Linked DNA regions of Bombyx mori: region 1 is linked to region 2. Evidence: chromatin contacts called from public Hi-C data. All regions are on one chromosome and are shown on one strand. The core of a region is the stretch at or near the end of the contact, and the rest is flanking DNA. Distances in the headings are between cores, read along the strand shown.

What was found. Hi-C and Micro-C count contacts between places; a contact is called where the count stands out from the background.
Region 1: a Hi-C map of posterior silk gland shows a contact between it and region 2, with 2.0 times the contacts expected there. The contact joins the enhancer-like site here to the promoter of Faah in region 2. A contact is called at or near these places in 2 of 7 Hi-C or Micro-C datasets (posterior silk gland and whole pupa).

Annotation. Positions count from the first base shown.
Region 1 is chr26:11,557,046-11,564,461 of ASM3026992v2, forward strand. Mir274 (microRNA mir-274) reads right to left here and starts at 5,754; the gene lies at 5,660-5,754. LOC110385179 (a long non-coding RNA gene) reads right to left here. Exons shown (of 4, transcript XR_009976833.1): 4 at 3,918-5,823. Within about 2 kb of position 2,501, at least 5 of the 8 cell types and tissues checked have open chromatin away from gene starts, as enhancers often do.
Region 2 is chr26:11,517,647-11,524,508 of ASM3026992v2, forward strand. It overlaps Faah (fumarylacetoacetate hydrolase), which reads left to right and starts at 4,477. Exons shown (of 5, transcript NM_001110293.1): 1 at 4,477-4,988; 2 at 5,353-5,572. The coding sequence starts at 4,705.

The DNA.
Region 1 (7,416 bases), core at 1,251-3,750, 37 kb after region 2:
CATCGCTGCAGCCGCGCCGCGCCAACCGCTCTCAGCGTTGATGCCGTGCGCTCTACAGACGAACGCACGACTCGTTATTGGCTTGAACGCTTCCGACCTGGAAATGTTGATCTAAAAATGAACCCCGTGACCGAAAACTACAGTGAATAACGACAGAATTGAAGGCGAGAATGGAAGCTGACGATGCTCAGTATGCCGCTGAGTTGGGAGAAGCTTTCGACGTTAGCGTCCCAGCAGTATCTGTCCATCAGCGTCAAGTTGGCAACACAACTGCACTATGCCGGCGCGCCCTGCGGGAGGGCGGGCCTCGTGTGGCGCCGGACACACACGGACGGGTTCCGAACCGCTTTGTCACTTCCGATGAAAAAGAGGTTGTTTTTAATAATAGTAAACGATCATCATTTGTTTAATATCAAATCATTCAATCCCGTCTTTGCGGGATAGCCGTCGGAGCGCCATGGTTCGTCAGGAACATCAACCTTCACGACGACCTGGACTTAGAGTCCATTAGTAGGTAAGTATATGCAGTCGAAATTAATGCGCCACTTCGATAAAGCGGCACGACACGAGAACTCTCATCGTGGCCGCCGGTAACTACATTACCGATCCTGCGGACAGAATGGAAAGCAGTCGACGTTGCCCCAAACACGTCATTTCGGATCCTCCGGATCCACTAACGGTGCTTTTAGGTATCCCAAGCACCGGTCATCGTTCTCGTCGTAAAAAATAAAATTAAATTAAAAAAATATGATTTTAACTTTCTGTGTATTAAATTGCTACTTCATAGTTAAAGACGTAATAAAAACCGCTTACATCAGAGTTCCAGTGACCTAATAAATAACTCAACAAATAACTGAATGCCTTGTTCACATCGTTGTTGGCACTTCATATTTGTAATCACTGGTGGTAGGACCTCTTGTGAGTCCGCACGGGTAGGTACCACCGCCCTGCCTATTTATGGTACTAGGGTACCTATTAGTGGTACTAAACGAAACCCGCAGAATGTAGAGATTTGCGTAACAACTGAGCATTGTGTGTGTGCGTCGCCAACTCGCCACCACATCAGACGTGTGAACTTGTCTCCACGTCGAGTCCATTACAAGCTCTTAAGTGACTGTTAGTAGGTAGGAGCGCTATTCTAAGAGGTAACAAATCAAAATGTTTGTTATTCAAGAAGTTTTTTGCGGAATGCAATTTTACCAGGAAGAAGAGCCGAAGATATTTTGTTCTTTACTCTTATATGTCATATCATAGTACACGGCCAGCCTTACCCTCTGTACTGAAAAAGCTGCGCCACGGCTTTAGCGATCGTAGAATAAATAATATATATACTGAACGGCTCTGGTAACAGCAGCTATCAACGATCCGACTATAGTTGCAGCTTTTTTTAAAGATGCATGGATCCCGTTGGCCTTTTCGGCTTAACCAGGACAGAGAGGTGAGCTCGGTCTCAGCCGGGAGGGGTGGAATTTTATACCATCTGCCCGAAAACTTCCAAAGGACACCTAAAACCTCGGAGGCTACTGCTTCGCGAATACCGGATCCGAATCGCGACCCGCTGAGAAAATTTGGCGAGAAACTCAGCGGCCGGATGTACCAGGATCGCTGCACCTGCTCCCGGTAGAGCTGCTTCCCTATTCATTAATCGTATTATTGACTACATAACTTCGAACACCAGGCAGCACTCAAAAATAAAAGTTGAATCTTTAGTTGACGATAACATTTGGCAACAAAGTCTGTATTCTCCTCCAAATTATATGAACTTCCATTTAGAGTCGAAGAGATGTCATCGTGGCCTAAAGGATAAGACGTCCGTTTCATTCGTATCATGCAATGCACCGGTGTTCGAATCCCGCAGGCGGATATCAATTTTTCTAATGAATTACGTACTCAACAAATGTTCACGATTGACTTCCACGGTGAAGGAATAACATCGTGTAATAAAAATGAAACCCGCAAAATTATAATTTGCGTAATTACAGGTGGTAGGACCTCTTGTGAGTCCGCGCTGGTAGGTACCACCGCGCTGCCTATTTCTGCCGTGAAGCAGTAATGCGTTTCGGTTTGAAGGGTGGGGTAACCGTTGTAACTATACTGAGACCTTAGAACTTATATCTCAAGGTGGGTGGCGCATTTACCTTGTAGTCATCTATGGGCTCCGGTGACCACTTAACATGAGGTGGGCTCTAAGCTCATCTACGCAATAAAAAATACATAAATAAAAGTTCCGAAGATCTTCGCAAAATAACAGAAAAATAACTTTAAAATAGTCGCTTGTTTATCTTCTATTGCTTTGGTTTAGTTGTTCTCTTTCTATTTTTATTGCTTATCTTCAATATACAGACACATAGGAGGTTTTATTATATGCATTGATTTAAAAATATATATATGTTATCACATTTGGATGTTTTGTCGCGTCAGTCGCGTGTGGAACAGCTCGCGACGTGCGCCCGTCACGTGTCTGTATGTAGTACCACGTACAGACACGCGGGCTTGTGTTTGGGTTCAACATGAACGCTTATTAATTAGCTTATTGTACAGAGAACTGAGAAGGCTCAGTAGCAGAGCGGGTAGGGCGGCGGGGCACGCGGCGGCTTGTGGGCTGTGCAAACGTCATATGTATTACATTTTATGAAGTTACTCCACCACAGGACCCATAGAGATTCTAGGGTAACGGTTAGCCGCTGCGTGGAAACTTTTTTTTTTTTTTTTTTTTTTCCTACCTAAGCTGATAGCCTTGAGAGGCTATGTCAGCGTAACCCTAACTTTAGTAGGTGAGCTCACGGGGCTCAAACCTGACGATGTTGCTAACACGAACCCTAGCAAGAGTCGTGCTTCGCAGAATCTACCACCGGATCGGAAACGCGACCCACTGAGAAGATCCGGCGAGAAACTCAGTGGGCTGTGTCTGAGAGTTAATTTACTCGTCGAGCCCTTCGTCGCAAGCGACGGGTTCGACGAGAACGGTGACCGGTGCTTGAGGTACCTAAAAGCACCGTTAGTGGATCGGGAGGATCCGAAATGACGTGTTTGGGGCGACGTCGACTACTTTCCATTCTGTCCGCAGGATCGGGAATGTAGTTACCGGCGGCCACGATGAGAGGGTTCTCGTGTCGTGCCGCTTTATCGAAGTGGCGCATGGACGCCGACTGCAGATACTTACTGATGGACTCTAAGTCCAGGTCGTCATGGAGGTCGACATTCCTGACGAACCACGGGGCTCCGACGGCTATCCTGCAAAAACGGGATTGAATGATTTGAAAGGATTTTAAGTGTATGCGGGCCGCGTGAGCGAACACTACACTTGCATAGGTCATGACGGGGCGTATGCAAGTTTTGTAGAGTGTCACCTTATTTCTAAGGGACATTTTACTTCGCCTACATATCATCGGGTAGCGTGGAAACTAGAAATATCCGAAATGTACCAGGACTACGTGGCCTAAAGGATAAGACGTTCGGTGCATTCGTATCTAACGATGCACCGATGTTCGAATCCCGCAGGCGGGTACCAATTTTTGTAATGATATACGTATTCAACAAATGTTCACGATTGACTTCCACGGTGAAGGAATAACATCGTGTAATAAAAATCAAACCCGCAAAATTATAATTTGCGTAAGTACTGGTGGTAGGACCTCTTGTGAGTCCGCACGGGTAGGTACCACCACCCTGCCTGTTTCTGCCGTGAAGCAGTAATGCGTTTCGGTTTGAAGGGTGGGGCAGCCGTTGTCACTATACTTGAGAACTTAGAACTCATATCTCAAGGTGGGTGGCGCATTTACGTTGTAGATGTCTTTGGGCTCCAGTAATCACCTAACAGCAGGTGGGCTGTGAGCTCGTTCACCTACCTAAACAATAAAAAATAAAAACTGTTAGTGAGTGTGGTGTTCCGTTACCTGCTTACGAAAACAATAATGTTGCTTACTCTATTCATAAGTTTATTTTGTAATTACATAATAGGCGTACAAATAAAGGGACTAATGGTTGTGTTTGTTTCTTCATTAATAAATGATTGTTTTAATAACATACTTTTGTTTTCTTATGCGCCTAAAATGGCTTCTAAGTGATGATGAGCGCAATGATGATTTCACAACTCCAGAACTCAATGAAAACTAAACTTAGAATTTCTAACTCCTTTATGATGTACTAAGAAGATAAGTTCTATTAAATATAATACACGAAACAAGCGGTAGGAGCGCGCCGAGAGGGCGGGCCCTCCTGTCCTCTGAGCACTGACCATAAACGATGTATTAGCTATTGCAATCATACATTAATGATGAACCACATTTGAGTAATATTATTTTGTTAAAATATATTATTATTATTTGTAAGATATTAATAAATATAACGCCCGTCATTCTCACAATGTAACTCTAGTACTTCACACCAAACTCAAAGTACATATACTATTTATTTATTTTATTTTATTAATTATTATTTAACACAAGTTAACAACATTATGTGTGTATATGTTACGGTAAATGTACACTCTTGGGAAATGTACACTTTTACTAAAAAGTTAGGTATATGTGAACCGAATATAATGTATATGTACATTCCCGGAAAATGTGTACGCTTGCCTTCATGTTTTTCTTAACTTCATGTTTTAAGAAAAGTTGGAATACAAATAAATTAATAATGTTGTTGCAGTAAAAAAAATATTATTGAAATAAATATAATACAAAAGGCTTTAGTAACGAAAATTATTTTAATTAAAAAATGTTAATGACAAACAAAACATACTTTTCTTTGCATATTATATAGCATGTCGTAGATTAGGTTAGGTTAGGTTGTAGTTCCCGGCAGGCTGGTTCTGGCCCAGCGGGGTATCCCGGAACACCAGCGGCACCGCCCGGGCGGACTGGTAGGGGCGCCGTACCGCGGAGACCGACGTCGTTGGTCGTCGACTATCGCCTCGACGCCCCGTCGGTTGGGCGTCCTCGGGGTGGCGCCGCGAGTCTGGTTGTACTGTTAGCCGCGGGAACCCCCCTACTCTGACCAGGTTCTGACCCCGGACAGAGATCTGACGTCGGGTGTAAGAGTGCAGGGGAGTCGTTTAGTGGGTGGGCCCTAAAATCCTTGGGCCCGCGATCTGCTCTCAACACCTGCAGATCGTTGAGTCTCACATACCCCGCGCGCCCCTTATGCGCGGGGACCTCGTAGGAGGTTCGGCCCCCGGCCCGGAAAAAAAAAAGGTTAGGTTGTAGTTGTGCGTATGCGCATGCGCACCACATTACTTGCACTTGCGATTTCGTATTTTGTATCTCATGCTCACATTTACCAAAGCGACATGGTCATTGTGAATTTAATGTATATTTCCCTTCTTTAAAATTGTAAATGTTAGTTGAATGCACATTACCCAAACGAGGAGGCAAATGTGCACATTTACCGGAAAATGTGTACATTTGCCGCAATATCTACTTTTACCGTAACTTATATGTCTATTACATTGTGTTATAGCTTAAACGACTGTTGCACGCTTGACAATGAGTTCTTCGAGCTGTGCCGATCCGACGGTACTCGACCAGTAGCGTCCATTTCTTCCAGTCGCCAGTCGCGCTCGCACCTTCCACCTTCTCTATGTCATGGTCCGCGGCTCACGAGCGGGGGAGCGGGCGCGGCGGGAGGCGGGGGGCGGGGAGACAGATCGTAGATTATAGTCAAGCGAGTTCATTTTGCGATCGCCAAAACGAGCAACCGTATTAACACTGCCCGTTAGTGACGGTCACAAACCAACTTCGCCTAACAACAGCCGCCAGCCACCAGCCGGGCCTCTGCAGGGACCAGCTCACGTCGCACTTACTGCTCGACAGCCGCGACACCCTGGAAACGATAAAACGTAAATAAATACTGCGCCATCTCGAAGAACGACTCTAAGCGTCCGTATAATAGCAAAGCAGCTGCCCATACTCCTCGTACTGTTCGCATTAGAACACTCCAGGAGGAAAGTGACGCCGAGTGCTTGTATTTCGTCATTTGTGGCTTCAGCTCTATGAGACCCGGTATTCTACTGAACATATATAACAACTAGGGACACCAGTTCACAGTATGTTGTTCGAATCCGATGTAGTCTTCGTTTGAAGTCCACTAATTTGAATTAAAACTAGATTCATTAAATGATTTCTGGAGGATAAGGCGGTGCACTTGCATCGAGCGCCGCGACTGCGCCGGTACCAATTGTTCGAATAAAATACGTCGCACTTGACAGTGTTCAAGAATTACTTCCACGGGAAGGAATAACATCGTGTAACAAAACAAATTCGCAAAAAAACCGCGTAACTACAGCTGGTAGAAGGTCTTGTGAGTCCGCGCGGGTAGGTACCACCGCCCTGCTTATTTCTGCCGTGAAGCAGTAATGTGTTTCGGTTTGAAGGGTGGGGCAGCCGTTGTACTGTAAAAATTGAGACCTTAGAAGTCATGTCTCAAGAAGGGTGGCGGCAATGACCCGGGTGATGTCTATGGGCTCTGGTAACCACTTAACATCAGGTGGGCCATAAGTTCGGCCACTTATGTTAGCAATTAAAACCCAGACCTACTAAAGAGCTATAAAGTTTGTAATTTTCGTTGCGTTGACGTAATCAATTGGCGGATCCACAGACCCAGCCCATTGACTTTCTCGCCGGATCTTCTCAGTGGGTCGCGCTTCCGATCCGGTGATAGATTCTGAAAAAGCACGGCTCTTGCTAGGGTTCGTGTTAGCAACGTTGTCAGGTTTGAGCCCCGTGAGCTCACCTATTTGTTAGGGATACGCTGACATAGCCTCTCAAGGCTATCAGCTTAGATAGACAAAAAATAAAGAAGTAGCGGGTTGTTTTACCCTTCCACCCGAAGGCGCGCGCCGTGTGTGTGAACACGCGTCGTCTCTACGGTCATATCGTTCAACATATTATTATGTACGAGGTGACGATTCCGGATCCCCACCCGCACGGCAGGTGGGGTATGTGGGAGTCGAACCTCATTAAAAACTCCTGCCGCTCACAGCCGGCGCCCTACTCTGGACCGGGCGGGAACCCAGTCGGAGCTATTGAGACGGCGGGACAGGGCTTACGCAGAGCACAAATAACATAGGGTGTCTATAAAAAAAAACTAAAAAAAAAAAAGAAACGTCTCGAACATGTCTTTACTGGTATCCAACTTATACTATAGCATACTAGCAACCCGTCCTGACTTCGCACGGGTAGGAGATTTTTCTGCGTAAACGGCGAGCCGAATGACACTAGTAATAATTCAAGTGTATCAGAAAAGTTTTGCATAAAAACGGCTTAATTTAATTAATTTGCAGAAAACAACTCTCTCATTTGTTTTAACAAAGATACGTCAATAATTACCCCAAAAAATTTGTTAGTATTAGAAAAAGATATGCTTAAAGACATTTTCTACAAATATATTCTGGTTACTGTGTGTGTACTCCCACAT
Region 2 (6,862 bases), core at 3,227-5,726:
CGTTCCGATTCTCTCTTTATTTTTGAATTCTTATCAAATGACTGTCATTAGTTTGTGTTTAGTTGTTGTAGGTCTTATGTCCTGTCAAAGAGGTTGCACGCCACGACAGTTTGGAAACACAAAGGTAATTTAAATAAAAATGTCATTAAAACACAGTCATTATTTATTACATTTAAATCTGAATAAAATATGAATGAAGCTATCATTTAGTGAAATATAATTACCTAATGCAAATAAATAATAACATAAAAAAAAAACAACATTTTTGCTAGTCAAATGACTGACCCCTAATTTTTTTTTATTTGTTCACAAATTTTATTCAATCTTTTCTTCGATCAACAATTGTAACTGTTGATCGAAGATTCTTTTGACAATTTACCAAAATATTGGGGGTCCAGTAATTTCCATATACTTTGTAAATTCTTCCACAACTGTACTAAGTTTGACAGACAACAGTTCTTAACTTTTCTATCCAGCCCATCCCATACTAATTTCATGTGAGACAGATCTGGCGATTGTTTTTTTTCTTTGGCGTCGTTTATTACCGCACAATGGAAAACATGAAATATCAGTATATTTACGAGTACGAAGTCTACCGTGGCACCAGTGCTGCAGAAACAGCTCGAAGGATTAATTATGTGTACGGCGCTGGTATCGCAAAAGAAAGCACGGTACGTTTTTGGTTCCAACGTTTTCGTTCTAGAAATTTCGACTTCAGAACCAACCCTGTGGACGGCCAGAGACCAAAGTAGAAAATGAAGAATTAAAGGCTACGGTTCCATCACAAAGCACTTCAGAGATAGCTGCAGGCTTCGTGGTAAGTAATAAAACTATATTAATCCACTTAAAGCAAGTCGGGAAAGTAAAAAACTTGAACGATTTGTATCTCATGAATTGAGTGAATCGAACTTGCAAACACGCGTCGACTGCTGTGTTACTTTGCTCAACCGACACAATTATGAAAGGATTTTAAATCGAGTCATTACTTGTGATGAAAAGTGGATACTGTACGATAATCGGAAGCACTCCTCGCAATGGGTGAACCCTGGAGACCCAGCCAAATCCTCTCCTAAACGAAAATTGACTCAGAAAAAGTTACTTGTGAGTGTGTGGTGGATTAGCGCCGGTGTCGTTCACTACAGCTTTATAAAATCTGGCCAAACGAGTATGGCAGATATCTGTTGTCAGCAACTGAAAACCATAAAGGAAGAAGTATCTGTTAAGCAACCGAGTATGGTCAATCGCTCTAGGCCACTGCTGCTCACGACAACGCAAGACCACACACTGCACAACAAACAACCACTAAGTTAGATGAGCTACAATAGGAATGTCTGCGTCATCCACCGTACTCTCCGGACCTTGCTCCAATTTACCATTTCTTCCGGAATATAAACAACTTCTTACAACGAAAAAAATTCAACTCCGATGCGGCATGCAGTCCAAACCGAACAGCCTTAAAAAAATTTATTGATTCTCGCTCCTATGGTTTTTTTAGTAAAGGGATCAATGAACTACCTATGAGATGGCAAAAGTGCATAGATAACAACGGTGCATACTACATATTAGTTAAATACAATTTACAAAAAATAAATTACTTTATATTTATTTATTTATTTATTTATAACTTCATATACTAGAAAGTATAAAGGCGGACTTAATGCCATAGGCATTCTCTAACAGTCTACCTTAGGGGAGTGCAGAGATGAACCTTGGTAGGTGTAGTGTGAAGGTGATATTACTTAAACATATGTGTATATATAATATACATAATATTTATAGATACAAATACTCGTACTTAAATAAATACATATACATAAATATATAGATATACATAAATATATACATATACATAGGTATCATAAATATATACATATAAAAACATATATAAACAAATATTATCAATAAGATGACTCTGCTAACTCTCTGAGAAACAATTCTCGAACCTTCCTTTCTTCCTTCCTTATATTCCTCCCGTACAAAGCGCCAATTTCATATGTGCGGACCTATAATATAGGTACGTCGTATTGTTATATCCTAAGTGATCTATGATATATCTATGGTATTATCTGTGCTGTATTTAATGCTGCGGCACTTTTTATTCTTGTCGAACCATTCGTTTCGATATCGAGTAGAGGGAACTCGTTCTCGCCCCCGTCATCTGACGGCCGGAGTCCCGCAAGGCTCCGCGCCCTTCCCGTTATTATTTAGTTTGTATGTCAGTGATATACCCCGGTCTCCGGAGACCCATCTAGCGCTCTTCGCCGATAACACGGCTATCTACTACTCGTGTAGGAAGAAGTCGCTTTTGCATCGGCGACTCTAGATCGCAGTAACCACCATGGGACAGTGGTTCCGGAAGTGGCGCATTGACACCAACGCCACGAAAAGCACAGCGGTGCTCTTCAAAAGTGGTCGCCTTCCGAATACCACTTCGAGCATCCCACTCCTTAATAGGCGCGTTAACACCTCCGCCGTTAGCCCCATTACTCTTTGGCCAGCCCATACCATGGGCCTCGAAGGTCAAATACCTAGGCGTCACCCTCGACAGAGGGATGACACTCCGTCCCCATATCAAAACGGTTCGCGACCGTGCCGCCTTCATATTATGCTATGCTTTGCAAGCGAAGCAAACTTTACCTCCGTAATAAGGTAACTCTCTACAAAACTACAAATGTTCATGATTGACTTCCACAAACCACGGTGAAGGAAGAACATCGTGTAATAAAAATCAAACCCGCAAAATTATTATTTGCGTAATCACTGGTGGTAGGACCTTTTGTGAGTCCGCACGGGTAGGTACCACCACCCCGCCTATTTCTGGGGCTTGAAGGGTGGGGTAGCCGTTGTACCTATACGAGACCTTAGAACTTTTAAAGTAGATGTCTGTATGTATGTAGATGTCTATGGGCTCCAGTAACCACTAACACCAGGTGGGCTGTGAGCTCTTTCGCCCATCTAAGCAATAAAAAAAAAACGCATACACCCCGTCATGACGTATGCAAGCCTAGTGTTCGCTCACGCGGCCCGCACAAACTTGAAAACCCTTCAGGTTATTCAATCCCGATTTTGCAGGATAGCCGTCGGAGCACCATGGTTCCTCAGGAACGTGGATCTCCATAATGACCTGGAACTTGACTCGGTCAGTAAGTATCTACAGTCGGCATCATTGCGCCACTTTGAGAAGGTGGCACGACATGAGAACCCTCTTGTCGTGGCCGCTGGAAACTACATACGCGATCCTGTAGACCGAATGGTAATCAGTCGACGTCGCGCAAAACACGTCATTACTTACAACGTTTATTAATTGTTTAATGAAAGTGCACAAATGTGGGGAAATGAAACAAAGCCGCTGGACGTAACTTCTCGGGCTCCTCCAAAAAGTCCACTGAAAAAATCTCAGTAAATGACCACCATTTTACTGAGATTATATTTCATCTCATTTCATTTCACTCCATATTATCATTTTTCATAAAAATAAGAATATAAATTAAAATGAGACATGACTTAAAGGGCTTAGTCACCAGGTCATAAAATCTCATCAAAAAAATACGACACTGTTTTTACAATACTTACAAACTTTTTGGCGGGGACGCGAGGAGTGAAGTTTTGTGATTAGTTTTATTTTGTCTTTCTTCAGGTTTAAATGTGTAATAACGGTGGTTTATTAACTGTTTAATATCTGTGAATGTGCACAAATGTGGGAAAATGAAACAAAGACGCTGGACGTAACTTCTCGAGATTGTCCAAAAGTCCATTGAAAAAATCACATTTTACTGAGATTATATTTCATCACATATCATTTCATTTAATTTCATCCCAGGTGATTAATGCCTCAAATTAATCATCTTCATTTCATTTCACTCCATATTATCATTTTTCTTAATATTATGAATATAACTTAAAATAAGACATGACTTAAAGGTCTTAGTGACCAGGTCATAAAATCCTTAAAAATAAAAAATGCGGCACTGTTTTTAATGCTTACAAAGTTTTTGGCGGGGACGCGAAAAGTGAAGGTGTGTGATTATTTTTATTTTGTCTATTTTGTGTTTCTTCAGGTTTAAATGTGTAATAACGGTGGGTTATTAACAGTTTAATATCTGTGAAAGTGCACAAATGTGGGAAAATGAAACAAAGATGCTGGACGTAACTTCTCGGGATCCTCCAAAAAGTCCATTGAAAAAATATCATTTTACTGAGATTATATTTCATCCCATATCATTTCATTTAATTTCATCCCTGTTGATTAATGTCCCAAATTATTCATCTTCATTTCATTTCACTCCATATTATCATTTATCTTAAAAATAAGAATAAAAATTAAAATAAGACATGACCTAAAGGTCTTAGTTACCAGGTCATAAAATCCATTAAAAAAAAGTTTACATCATCATAATAACATTTTGAACAATAGAATTATAGAATTTATATTTACACAAGCGAATACTAGCTACTAGTTTTCGCATATGTTACAATCTCATGCATTGAAATAACCTATGGATAGGTAGCGACGTAAACAGGAAACTGATCAAAATAAAATCTATTCTTCACTTCACACACTACTTTCTGCTTTAAAAACTGGTCAAAACTAGCGTTCACTGCTTCGATCAAAATCGCGATAAACGAATTGGACGTTACATAAGTCTCAATGGTTTTGTTTACGTATTGCTGATTGCGCCTAAATCTTTACGAAGTACCTAAACCATGAGTAGAGTGATAGGTGGTTCCGCGTTATCTTTCATGAAAAGTCACATATTATCGAAAAGTGTCAATAAAATAGACATTTTTCTGAATACAATTAGATGTTTTTCTGTAACTAAAACTAGAAACATGAAGTTAGTTCAGTTTTCATACAAAGATAGTCCAAAAAATATACGTGTGGGCTACCTGGAAGGAGATGATATTGTAGATATTAATAAGGCGGACTCCAGTTTGCCGACCACTTTGCTCCAAATACTCAGGAATGGAGACTTAGAAAAAGTGAAGAAGTGAGTACATTTATAAGCTGAAATTTATTTTCACAAACACAATTATCTTTAAATTAATGTATTTTGAAAAAGTTTATTAACACAAAAAAGCTTATTTAACTGTTAATTGTTTTCTGTAAGCAGGGTAAAGTGTGAGTGCTCGTCAGTGTACGCTGTGGTCCTGCTTATTAATGTTGTGAAAAATGTGTTCGAGTTTGAAGAGTGGGGAACTTACAATTTTATAGTAATGTCTTAGAGTTGGTTATCATATTCATGTTGTTAAGTTAGGCTTTCAATGGTCACTTAAGACTTTAGTTTCATACACAACTAAATATATAATTTAAAAAAAAGTAAGTTATCAGATCTTTATTTTCCATCTTAATAGGTTGAAATCAACAAAACCAGCAACTATACCACTATCATCAGTCACTCTAACTGCACCCATACATGGTGTAGATAAAATCCTCTGTATCGGCTTGAACTACAAGGATCACTGCCAAGAGCAGAATCTCACCCCACCTCCTGTGCCGATGGTGTTCAGTAAATTTTCAAGCACCATCATTGGACCTGATCAGCCTGTTAGGATCAGAACTGATGTTACTAAGGTTAGAATTTAATACAAATAAATTTTTTTTTTTTTTGGTGTAAATACACCAATGAATTCCAAAGTTAGTTGCGGACATCTTGCTTGCCCTCACTGGTGGCTAGCATCACTCTGCCTATCCACTCTATCTTGTCTGGTGTTAATTATTCTCATACTCAAGAACTATTAGGGCCCAGGGGTCATCTACTCTATATGCAGTATACACAGAATGGTTTGGAACAATATATATTGAACATAATATCTGAAAAAGTAACAAAAACCCAGATCCATGCATTCCATCACTGCAATGAAAGGCCCTGATCACAGCAGCATAGTCAATGAAGTCTGATTGCCACCAGTGAACTGCTTTGCAGTAGACATGTTCACTAAAATTGTGTTTGTTTTATTTTTGTTCACAAGTGCAGGTGTTCAAGGTTCACCTGATGCTAAGCGCTTTCATGCCAACCCATAGATTAATGAAAATGTTAAAAATTCTTATTATGTGTACCAGAGCTGTTAGGGTCAACCATCAGCGTGAATCACAGGAGAGCGACGTGACGCCGACGTGCGCCAATTGGGGTCAATTAAATCTCTCCGCGCCGTGTAGGTGCACATGATCTCGCCGAACTCAACACTTTTAGTATCATTTTGTCTGCTTTCTTTATACGAAGGCGCCCACGATATTCTTATTAATTAATTCATTTAAAAATGGCATCTTCGCATTGCATCGCATCGCCTTATATAATTTCTGTTGTCAGTTTGAATAAATCAAGGAGCTCATGATCACCTTCAGAAATGAGGGCCTAATAAGTATAAATATAGACTCATCTGTTATACTGTTGAGGCCTGGTGTTGACGGTGGCTCCCCCTTGCCGTGCTAGTACTGACCTCTGTATGTCTATCAAGATGATCTTGAAGTCAGTGCCTGAAGGCGAATGGCCTCTGGATGGTGCGTGGCCATTGTCGCTTATGGATATTATTAGCAGTAACAGGAGGTGACCGCACACTTATTGATGACTTTGTATCTACAATCCCTCGACTTCTGTACTTATAATTTACATCACTACAGGGGTAATTAAATAATAAGACCTTTTTAAAAATAATGATGATATAATGATAGTATTCTGTTCTGTAGGTATTGAATGAAACATTGTATTCTGTGTTCATCTGTATATATCAACTACCCAATTTACCAAACCCAGCATGTATAAATTATATTTTGACTGTTGTTGGATAAACACTACTACACGAGTAGATGTGATATTCAAGTTGACTAATAAGAGTCATCATAATAAGGTCCTGGACTTCCACA